Regions from separate parts of the Mus musculus genome. Here regions 2 and 3 are each linked to region 1. The links are chromatin contacts, called in public HiChIP or PLAC-seq and promoter capture Hi-C maps. All regions are on one chromosome and are shown on one strand. Each heading gives the region's core, a stretch centred on a gene start, on an enhancer-like site or on the middle of the called end of the contact. The rest is flanking DNA. Distances are from core to core; before and after follow the strand shown.

Region 1 (2,904 bases), core at 240-2,739:
CCAGTCAATTGGTTATATAACTAGGGAGCTGCCATGTGACCGTATCAAATAAAGCAAAGCCAATATCATTACTTCCTTGTTCGGCTTATGAAGCTCCTTTCCCAAGCTGTTAGAGAAGTTTGCTGATTTCCCGTTTAAAAAAACAAAAACAAAAACAAAACCCTTTTAATCTTCGAATAAAGTTAATTTGCTTCTTTAGTACATTTATCCAGAAATCAGTCTAGGTTAGATTTTTGAATGATATTCTATCCTTGGTGAATGGCTCAATTCCTTAAAACTTGTTCATCAACAGCTTTTTGTAGGTTTCTTGTTTTGTTCCTTTTGGGTTATTCTCACTCTGTAACACTGGACATCCAGGGACTCAAGGCAACCATCCTACCTCAGTTGCCAGGATAAAGGCCACATGTCCTGTGCCCTTTGCCAGTGACTGCTTTAGGAGTTGAACAAATCTTTCTACCACTGGCCCTTATGATACTAATCAACACTCACATGAAAAGCCTCAGAATTCCTTTCGTTTGGTATGTCACTAGACCTCAGGAAAGGATACTATCAAAAGGCTTCGTGCAGAGAGGAATGGTGGTGGAGCCAAGAATCTGAGGGCTGGATGGCCACATGCTATGTCTCCTCATGATCTATTCAGACCCTCACATTCCTAGTGCAGAAACAGAAACAGGTCTTGCAGACACTGTTGAGAAGTGCAAGCCCACTCTAGGGTGTGTGCTACTACCCTTCTCTTAGAGCCTCTTTTAAAAAAGACTTTTATTTAATCTTATTAGTATGTATATGTGTGTGAGTGTGTGATGTGTGTGCAGTTCCTCACGGACGCCAGAAAATGGTATCAGGTTCCCCAGGTGCTGGAGTTACGGGCAGTTTTGTGAGCCAACAGCTCAAAGATCACTTCAGCTACACTGTGAGTTCCAGGCTAATCTCAGCTACATGTGATGACCCTCCTCTGTCTCAAAAGAAAATGAAGGAAAACCACCCGTTGTTGAAAAAAACAAAAAACCAAAAACCAAACAAACAAAACCCATAGCTCTTGGAGAACTTGGACACCACCTACTCTTATCTAATCCTATCCTTTCCTGAGGAAACTCAGGTCCACTGAGGTGAAGTGATCCAATGTAGTCTGAGCCAGGCCTCTTTGGCAGCTCTTTGCAGCACAGGGCATGGCCTCTCTTAAAATACCTTTCCACAGAACTTACCCCGACAGCACCAGGAACTTCCCTGAAGTTGCACTTAGACCAGATTTCTGGGTGAGTCTCAGATCAAACTGCTGCAATCTCTAGTCAGAGAGAGATAGGGTGAGCCAGAAAGGGGACACGACCAAGTTGGAGGCTGACACAGGAGCCACGCCTCCTGCAACACCACCGCTACTAGGGCGACGCTCCGGTCACGAGTTGAACACGCCGCCGGGAGCGAGCACGTTCGCTCCAAGGCCGCGCGGGAGGCGGGAGACGGGCGCGCCTCCGCGGCAGGGGGCGGGGCTCTGAGCGGGGCCGGGGCGGGGCCGCGGAGCTGAAGGTGCTGCAGCCCAGTTGCGACAGGTGCGCTGGGCAGACAGAGCGCAGGACCGTGGCCGTGCAGCGCCGAGCCCCGACGGCTTTCTAGTCAGGTAAGCGCTTCCTCTCGCCTCGCCCTCCGCAGCCTGCATGCGCGCGGAGACCCTGCTGAGCCCCGCACTCTCCCCGCGTATTTTGAGGCGGTGGGTAGCAGGAGCAGGAGGCTCACCCCTTGGGGTCCACGTTGGAGGAGCCTCCCATGCTCCGCCCTCCCTTCTGGGAAGTCCAAGGGACTGAGACTTCGCTGCCTGGGCCCCTGGTCTCGCACGGGATGGAGGGAAAGTGGCATTTCATCAAAAGTTAAAACACCCTCTTAGGGAGGTAATCCTGCCACTCTTTCCTTCTTCCACGCGGCCGTTCCTTTTCCAATTTTTCTCCCGTCCATTCCTCCAGATGAACTCTGGTTAAGACTTAACATCCTTCCGAACAGTTCCTACTTGCTGTGTCCTTCCCAAATCGCTATGGTGTACTTGAGCTGGGATCCACTGCTCACTCGCATCCGTAGGTGTTAATATTAGGTAACTGTACACCCCTGGCCACACACACTGGAGCTCGAAGTCGTGGGTGCTAGGAGCGAACCATCTGGCACCCGTCCTAGCCTTCTTATTGGTGCTCACAACAATGAGTTTAGCTGATCCTGGTGAGAGATACTGATCTGCTATTGTCTTGCAACTAATTCCAGCTCTCAAAAATCTGCCTAATCCAAATGGTTCTGTTGACTTTGCAAGTTAGCCGAAGACTGTGAGGTTATGTTTTTAAGACGTTGACCTTTGGAGGGCAGATCATCCTTGGCACGGAAGTGGGTGAGTGGGCTACTTTGTATCTACATAGTTACTGGTACAAATACCTAGTCCAGTTAGTCTATGGACGACCAAGTGTGATCATGTTTAGACAGCCTTCAAAAAGCTATAGAGTTAGCAGGAAAGAACAACTCCTCCTCAGTCGTTGTCTTCTCCTCCTCCTCTCCCTCCTTTTTCTTCTTCTCTTCCTCTTTCTGCTTCTTCAGAGAATCCCTGACTAGCCTTGAGCTGGCTATCTAGCTTTGGCTGCCTGAAATATGGCTGCCTCTGCATCTTGAATGTTAGGATTAAAGGTGTGCTCCACTGTCCCTGACCTTCAATATATATATATATATATATATATATATATATATATATATATATATATATATATATATATATATATATATATATATATATATATATATATATTTTAAAAATTACCATTTGTGTGATGTGTGTGCATGAATACCAGCCATCGTGCTATGGTAGGCTTGTGGAGGTCAGAGGGCAGCTTATAGGAGTTGGTTCTCTCTAACTTAGGATTTGAGGATCAAACTCTGGTC
Region 2 (2,904 bases), core at 230-2,729, 56 kb before region 1:
GGATTATTGTTTGAGGCAAACCTGGGCTACATGGGTAATTCCAGGGCATCCTTGGCTATAGGGGAAATTCCCCATCTTGAATATCTGCCCACTCAAGTACTGACAACCATTAAAAGAATCCTCTACCACTGCCAACAAGAAGAAAATACCTTCCCATCTTCTAGAGGCAAGAAGTTTATGAAGTCAAAGCATCTCAGGGTTCACTGTCTCTGGAGGCCCCGGGAGAGATTTGTTCCTCGACTGCCATTCTTTAGCCTGTAGACTTGTAACTTCAGTCTCTGCCTTCAGATGGCCAATGTGTCTTCTGTCTCCTCTTCTGACTCTGAGGAGAAACGGCAGTGAATTCATTACACACCTAAGTAGTCCAGGATGCTCTCAGTTTAAGAAGCTTAATTACAGTCCCCAAATAAGGTGACATCACAAAATCTGGTGGACCTGTCTTCAGTGGGCGCTGTTGGATCTACCTCATCAAGACATTTGCTTGATGACAATGCTCCCACAAGAGAGGCTTCAGACGAGATTAACTGTTTCCTTCCTAGTCAGCTGGCAGCCCCTCCAGTCACTGCTCTTTGGCTCTCTGTTCTGCTGCTGTGTTTTGAGACCTTGAACTCCAGCCAGTATTTCTGCCTCAGCTTCCCAAATGCTGGGATTCTGAGTATGAGCCACACAGAAAGTATGGCTCCTGACTGATTATGGCTTGTTACTCTTTTCCTCAGAACATTAAGAGGCCAGTTTTAAACCATGAGTTTACAAGGAGCTTAGAATTTATTTAAATTGCTTATACCACACCCTGCACAGAGATCCCAGTAAATTCTGGCACCAACCTCTGGAGTCCCTTTTGAGGAAGTGTCAGTACAATGGCCTTTTAAAAAGTTTCAGAGCTGGAGTAGAGTACTTCACCCTGAAATTGTGAGCACAAGCTACAGGATTTTGGTTTCCAAGTTTGTGAGCATTGGGTGCCTACAGAGGTAAGAAGGCGGCATCAGGGCACCTGGAGACATTACAGACAGTTGTGAGCCCTGGCCCTTGGCAACAACGGTGCTTGATTCTAGGCAAAGCGCTGCCTCTCCAGCCCTAAAGTCTATGGTCGTGATAACACCGAAGAGTAAGGCCTATAGGAGCAGCTTCAGCAATTAGGATGCCACACAAGATCTGTCTTCGAATATGGCCGATTTATCCACACAAACCGTCCCTATAATATCATGCTAATATAGAAGTTAAGCAGTCATCTCACCAAGCGGGAGTCAGTTGTTTGGGCAGAAATGCTGCTGCAGGGTTCCACTGGGGAATCTTTTCCCGTGAGGATGTCCACCGTGTCCTCCCGGAAGTCCTTCCGCTGAGGCAGGCTGGGAAGTTGGCACTGATGGAGGTCTGAGAGGTCTTTGGGAGCATAGCAGGCATTGCCAGGCGAGTTTGTGTGCGCCCAGCGATGGCGCCGTAAGTTCCAACGGTCACTGAGGCCACGCACAGTCTCAAGTCTCTTACTCATAGGTACCAACAGGGCTCTGACTAGGGAGCACTGCAGTGAGATCTTGGAGTCGGTTCCCAAAGTTCCAGCTCTTGTATCATTTCATTGGGCGGTAGATTTGCGCTCTCAGGACTCAGAGCTTGGAGCTGACACACTAGCGCAACAGCTTGCCTTGGGGTGAGTTCACTAGCTTGGCAACGCTGTCCAAGAGCTCGGCTCCTCTCTGCGATGGGGGTGGGGGTGGGATGGATCCTGCCTCTGAGGCATCAGGAGTCACATTATTTACAACTCACAAAATAGTTTTTAAGATATGTTCCTTACAAATACTTTTTTTTTTTTTTTAAGACTGGCTACCCTGGAGCTTGCTATGCAGACTAGGCTGTCCTCCAACTCCTGCCTCCCAAGGGCTGGATTTAAAGGCATTCATCACTATACCGGTCCAGTTCTAATATTAACTACAAGCTGGAGTTCTAGAAACATTCTATTATCTATATATCCTTTTTTTCTTTAATTAACTTTCTCTTTCTTTCTTTCTTTCTCTCTCTCTTTCTTTCTTTCTTTCGAGACAGTGTTTCTCTGTGTGGTCTTGACTGTCCTAGAACTCACTGTATATTGACAAGGCTGGCCTCAAATTTACAGAGATCCGCCTGCCACTGCCTTCCAAGTACTGGGATCAAAGATGTGCACCACCACTGCCCAGCTAATTAACATTAATTAATATAAGCAAACCTGTGCTACATAATGGGTTCCAGGTTGACCAAGGATTCATAAGATCTGTCTCAAAAAAAAAAAAAGAGAGAGATTAATTTCTAAGACTTTCTCCTTTATTTGAATAGAAAAGACTTCAGATTATTACCAGATTAAAGTAAAATATTTAGAATTCTCCATGACAATTGTATTTTAAGTATCATAGCTCTTTATAAAACAAATAAAACCCTCCAATTTTTGATTTAATAAATGTAGTCTTTATAGATGAAGTAAGCAAGATGGGGTATCAGGAATACAAGCCATCAAACAGGAAGACATGTACCAAGCTATCTATCTAACATGAAGAGCAGTGTCCCAGACATTTCAGAGGCAACTCAGGCTCTGAAGCAGTGATTCTCAGCCTGTGGGTTGAGATCCTTTTCTGGGGTCCAGTGACCTTTTCACAGGCGTCGCCTAAGACCACTGGGAAACAGATACTTACACACAGAGTGTCATAGAGTGACAAGGTTACGGTTCTGAAGTAGCGACAGACATGTTTTATGATTGGGGGTCAGCACAACACGAGGAACTGTATTAAAGGGGTGCGGCGTCAGGAAGGTGGAATGGAGGTGGTGAAGTATCAAGCCATCAAGAAGGGACAGGAAAGGGAGAAGGCTCCGTTCATGTGGGGAAGCAGATAGACAGCAAGTTCAAGGTCAGGCTGAGCTGTATTCCCAGCCAGCTTCAGG
Region 3 (2,904 bases), core at 166-2,665, 40 kb before region 1:
AATCCCTGCCTTGGGAGAGAGGGTGGTGGTGCATCCCATAATCCCTGCCTTGGGAGATAGAAGCAGGAGGGTCCGGAGCTCAAGGCAGGCCTCTTCAGAAAGCTCCTGGTCTCAAAACAACAAAAGAGAATAAACAACACCTGAAGAAAACAAAAATCTGTAAGAAGGGCTGGAGTTACAACTCAGCGGAAGGACGTTTGTTTAGCATAACACTGCACACAAGAAAACAACATATTACCTATATGATATGTTTAAAAGAATAGACCAAGGTGGTGCACACCTTTAATCCCAGCACTTGGGAGGCAGAGGCAGGCAGATTTCTGAGTTCAAGGCCAGCCTGGTCTACAGAGTGAGTTCCAGGACAGCCAGGGCTACACAGAGAAACCCTATCTTGAAAAAAACAAAACAAAAGAATAGATCAAGTTAAAATGAATAGAGGGCTTCTTTTCCAGCCTCTGCCTCAGACCTTACAGCCGTGATGTTGATGCCTGAGAAGAACAGGATTGCCATCTATGAACTCCTTAAGGAAGGCGTGATGGTTGCCGAGAAAGATGTCCACGTGCCCAAACACCCTGAGCTGGCAGACAAGAACATGCATAACCTTCATATAATGAAAGCCATGCAGTCTCAAGTCTCGAGGTTACATGAAGGAGCAGTTTGCCTGGAGACACTTCTTCTGGGACCTTACGAATGAGAGCATCTAGTACCTCTGAGATTACCTACACCTACGTCTGGAAATCATGCCTGCCATCCCATCCTGAGACTGGCAGGCCTCAGCCCAAGGGTCCACAGGGTGAGTGACCTGCAAGATTCCCAAGAGGGGAGGCAGACAGAGATATCTGCAGAAGGAGTGCTGTGCTCCTGTAGCCGACAAGAAAGCTGAGGCTGGGGCTGGCTCAGCAACTGAGTTCCAGTTTAGAGGCTGCTTTGGTGGTGAACATGGCCAGTCACCTCACTGAAGTTAGAGATTGTGTTGTATCGAATAAACCTGGTGGGGGTGGGGGTGGGGGAACGAACCCGAAGGGAGGAAGTAAAATGCAAACCAAAATGGAGACAAAGGTCAAATCAGAACTGACTTTGAGGCCAAAGTTGTTGGGTGGTGAAAGAGAGGTGGTAGATCAAAAACATATTGATACTTACAGTACGCATTATAAAACAAAGTGTCTTGTATACAACAACACACATTATAAAACGCTTTGCCTGTGTCTGCATGAGGTGTGTGCAGGTGGGAGCAGGTGCCCACAGAGGCGGGAGGAGCTGGATCCCCAGAAGCTGGAGGTACAGGAGGATGTGAGCTGCCGGGGTGCTCTAGAAGAGACACACTGACCCACTGACTCACCGCACAGCTGCCCCGAGCCCGTGCACAGCTGGGGCGGTTTCCTTGCTCGAAGTTCTCTCCAGGCTCCTACCCTGCACAAACAAAATAACCTTTCCACAATGTTTCAAATGTTTTTTATTCTTCCTTTGAGTTGCAAGGTCGGTAATTATAACCCCTCCCTTCCTTGCACTCTCAGCTCCTGCACTTCTCCAGGTCTACTTTGGACCACAGCCCAGCTTAAGTACAGTCTTCTCTGTCCCCCTCCAGGCCTGAGAGTTGAACACTCTGACCCCCTCCAGGCCTGCACCCTGAGAGCTGAGCACAGCCTCGGGGAAACACCGGAACTTGGCTGTTGGTCTCAGTTTAAATAATCTAATGCCCAGAGGCCCCAGAAAACTACCTGGCAGACACACTCTTATTTCTCTCATACATTCACTTTGGCTTTAAGTTTTACTATTTTATATTTTTTTCAAAACACCTTTATGTTCTCACCTGTTCCCCAGCATCTCTAAGACCGTCGCCATCTTCTCCTGATTAACTGGCTCCTTATTGCACTAAAGACAAACTTTTCTTTTGCTTATTTAATGTGTGTGTGTGTGTGTGTGTGTGTGATATGTAGGTGTTCATGTGGTTATGTGCACAAGTGTGTTCATGTGTGTGTATGTAGAGGGCAGGGTTGATATGGGGTTGTACTGGCTAGTTTTGTGTCAACTTGACACAGCTGGAGTTATCACAGAGAAAGGAGCTTCAGTTGAGGAAATGCCTCCATGAGATCCAACTGTAAGGCATTTTCTCAATTAGTGATCAAGGGGGAAAGGCCCCTTGTGGTGGGACCATCTCTGGGCTGGCAGTCTTGGGTTCTATAAGAGAGCAGGCTGAGCAAGCCAGTAAAGAACATCCCTCCATGGCCTCTACATCAGTTCCTGCACCCTGACCTGCTTGAGTTCCAGTCCTGACTTCTTCAGTGATGAACAGCAATGTGGAAATGTAAGCCGAATAAACCCTTTCCTCCATAACTTGTTTCTTGGTCATGATGTCTGTGCAGGAACAGAAACCCTAAGACAGGGGTGTTTTCCTTAGTCCCGCTCCATGTTACTTTTTGAGACAGGCTCTCTCACTAAAGCTGGAGACCACTGATCCAGTGAGACTGGTTGACCAGTGAGCTCCAGGGAATCTTGTGTGTCTGCCTCCCAGGTGCTGTGATTCCAGACTGGTGTGGCACACCCAGCTTTCACATGGGTCCCGGGGAGATGAATGAGGTTCTTCCATGGTAAGAACTTTCCCTACAAAGCCAACTCCCCAGACCACTAATTTATTTAAAGATTTGAATATGTGCAGGCATTTCTGTCTGCACGCAGGTATGTCATGTGACTGAGGTATTGGAGGGAGCCAAGCTTTGGATCCTTTTGGGCCTGGAGTTAGAGGTGTTTGTGAGCCACCAGATGTGGGTGCTGGGAACTGAACGCAGGTCCTCTGGAGAGCAGCAAATGTTCTTAACTGCTGGACCATCTCTCCAGCTCCCACACAACCTTATTGATTTAAAGATCCAGGCTCATGTAGTCCAGGCTGGCCTCAAGCTTTCCGTG

The links. HiChIP or PLAC-seq counts read pairs in DNA pulled down with a chosen protein or histone mark. Capture Hi-C pulls out chosen DNA fragments and counts their contacts.
Region 2: an H3K27ac HiChIP or PLAC-seq map of embryonic stem cells shows a contact between it and region 1, with 26 read pairs. The contact joins the promoter of Fam186a here to the promoter of Lima1 in region 1. A contact is called at or near these places in 3 of 115 datasets of contacts at active chromatin or transcription factors (the 230-238 cell line and embryonic stem cells) and 2 of 9 other capture datasets (adipose tissue and pancreatic islet).
Region 3: a promoter capture Hi-C map of pancreatic islet shows a contact between it and region 1. The contact joins the promoter of 1700121M21Rik here to the promoter of Lima1 in region 1. A contact is called at or near these places in 6 of 15 datasets of contacts at CTCF or cohesin (embryonic stem cells, large pre-B cells, pro-B cells and 1 more), 35 of 484 Hi-C or Micro-C datasets (B cells, the G1E-ER4 cell line, the HL-1 cell line and 6 more), 19 of 115 datasets of contacts at active chromatin or transcription factors (bone marrow-derived macrophages, cardiomyocytes, embryonic stem cells and 7 more) and 3 of 9 other capture datasets (adipose tissue, liver and pancreatic islet).

What each region holds. Positions count from the first base shown.
Region 1 is chr15:99,874,041-99,876,944 of GRCm38.p6, reverse strand. It overlaps Lima1 (LIM domain and actin binding 1), which reads left to right and starts at 1,489. Exons shown (of 11, transcript NM_001113545.1): 1 at 1,489-1,612.
Region 2 is chr15:99,930,233-99,933,136 of GRCm38.p6, reverse strand. Fam186a (family with sequence similarity 186, member A) reads left to right here and starts at 1,479. Exons shown (of 4, transcript NM_028180.3): 1 at 1,479-1,645. Gm21917 (a long non-coding RNA gene) reads right to left here and starts at 1,757. Exons shown (of 4, transcript XR_003951483.1): 1 at 1,235-1,757; 2 at 150-322.
Region 3 is chr15:99,913,475-99,916,378 of GRCm38.p6, reverse strand. 1700121M21Rik (a long non-coding RNA gene) reads right to left here and starts at 1,415. Exons shown (of 3, transcript XR_875663.3): 1 at 1,340-1,415. It also overlaps the pseudogene Gm20564.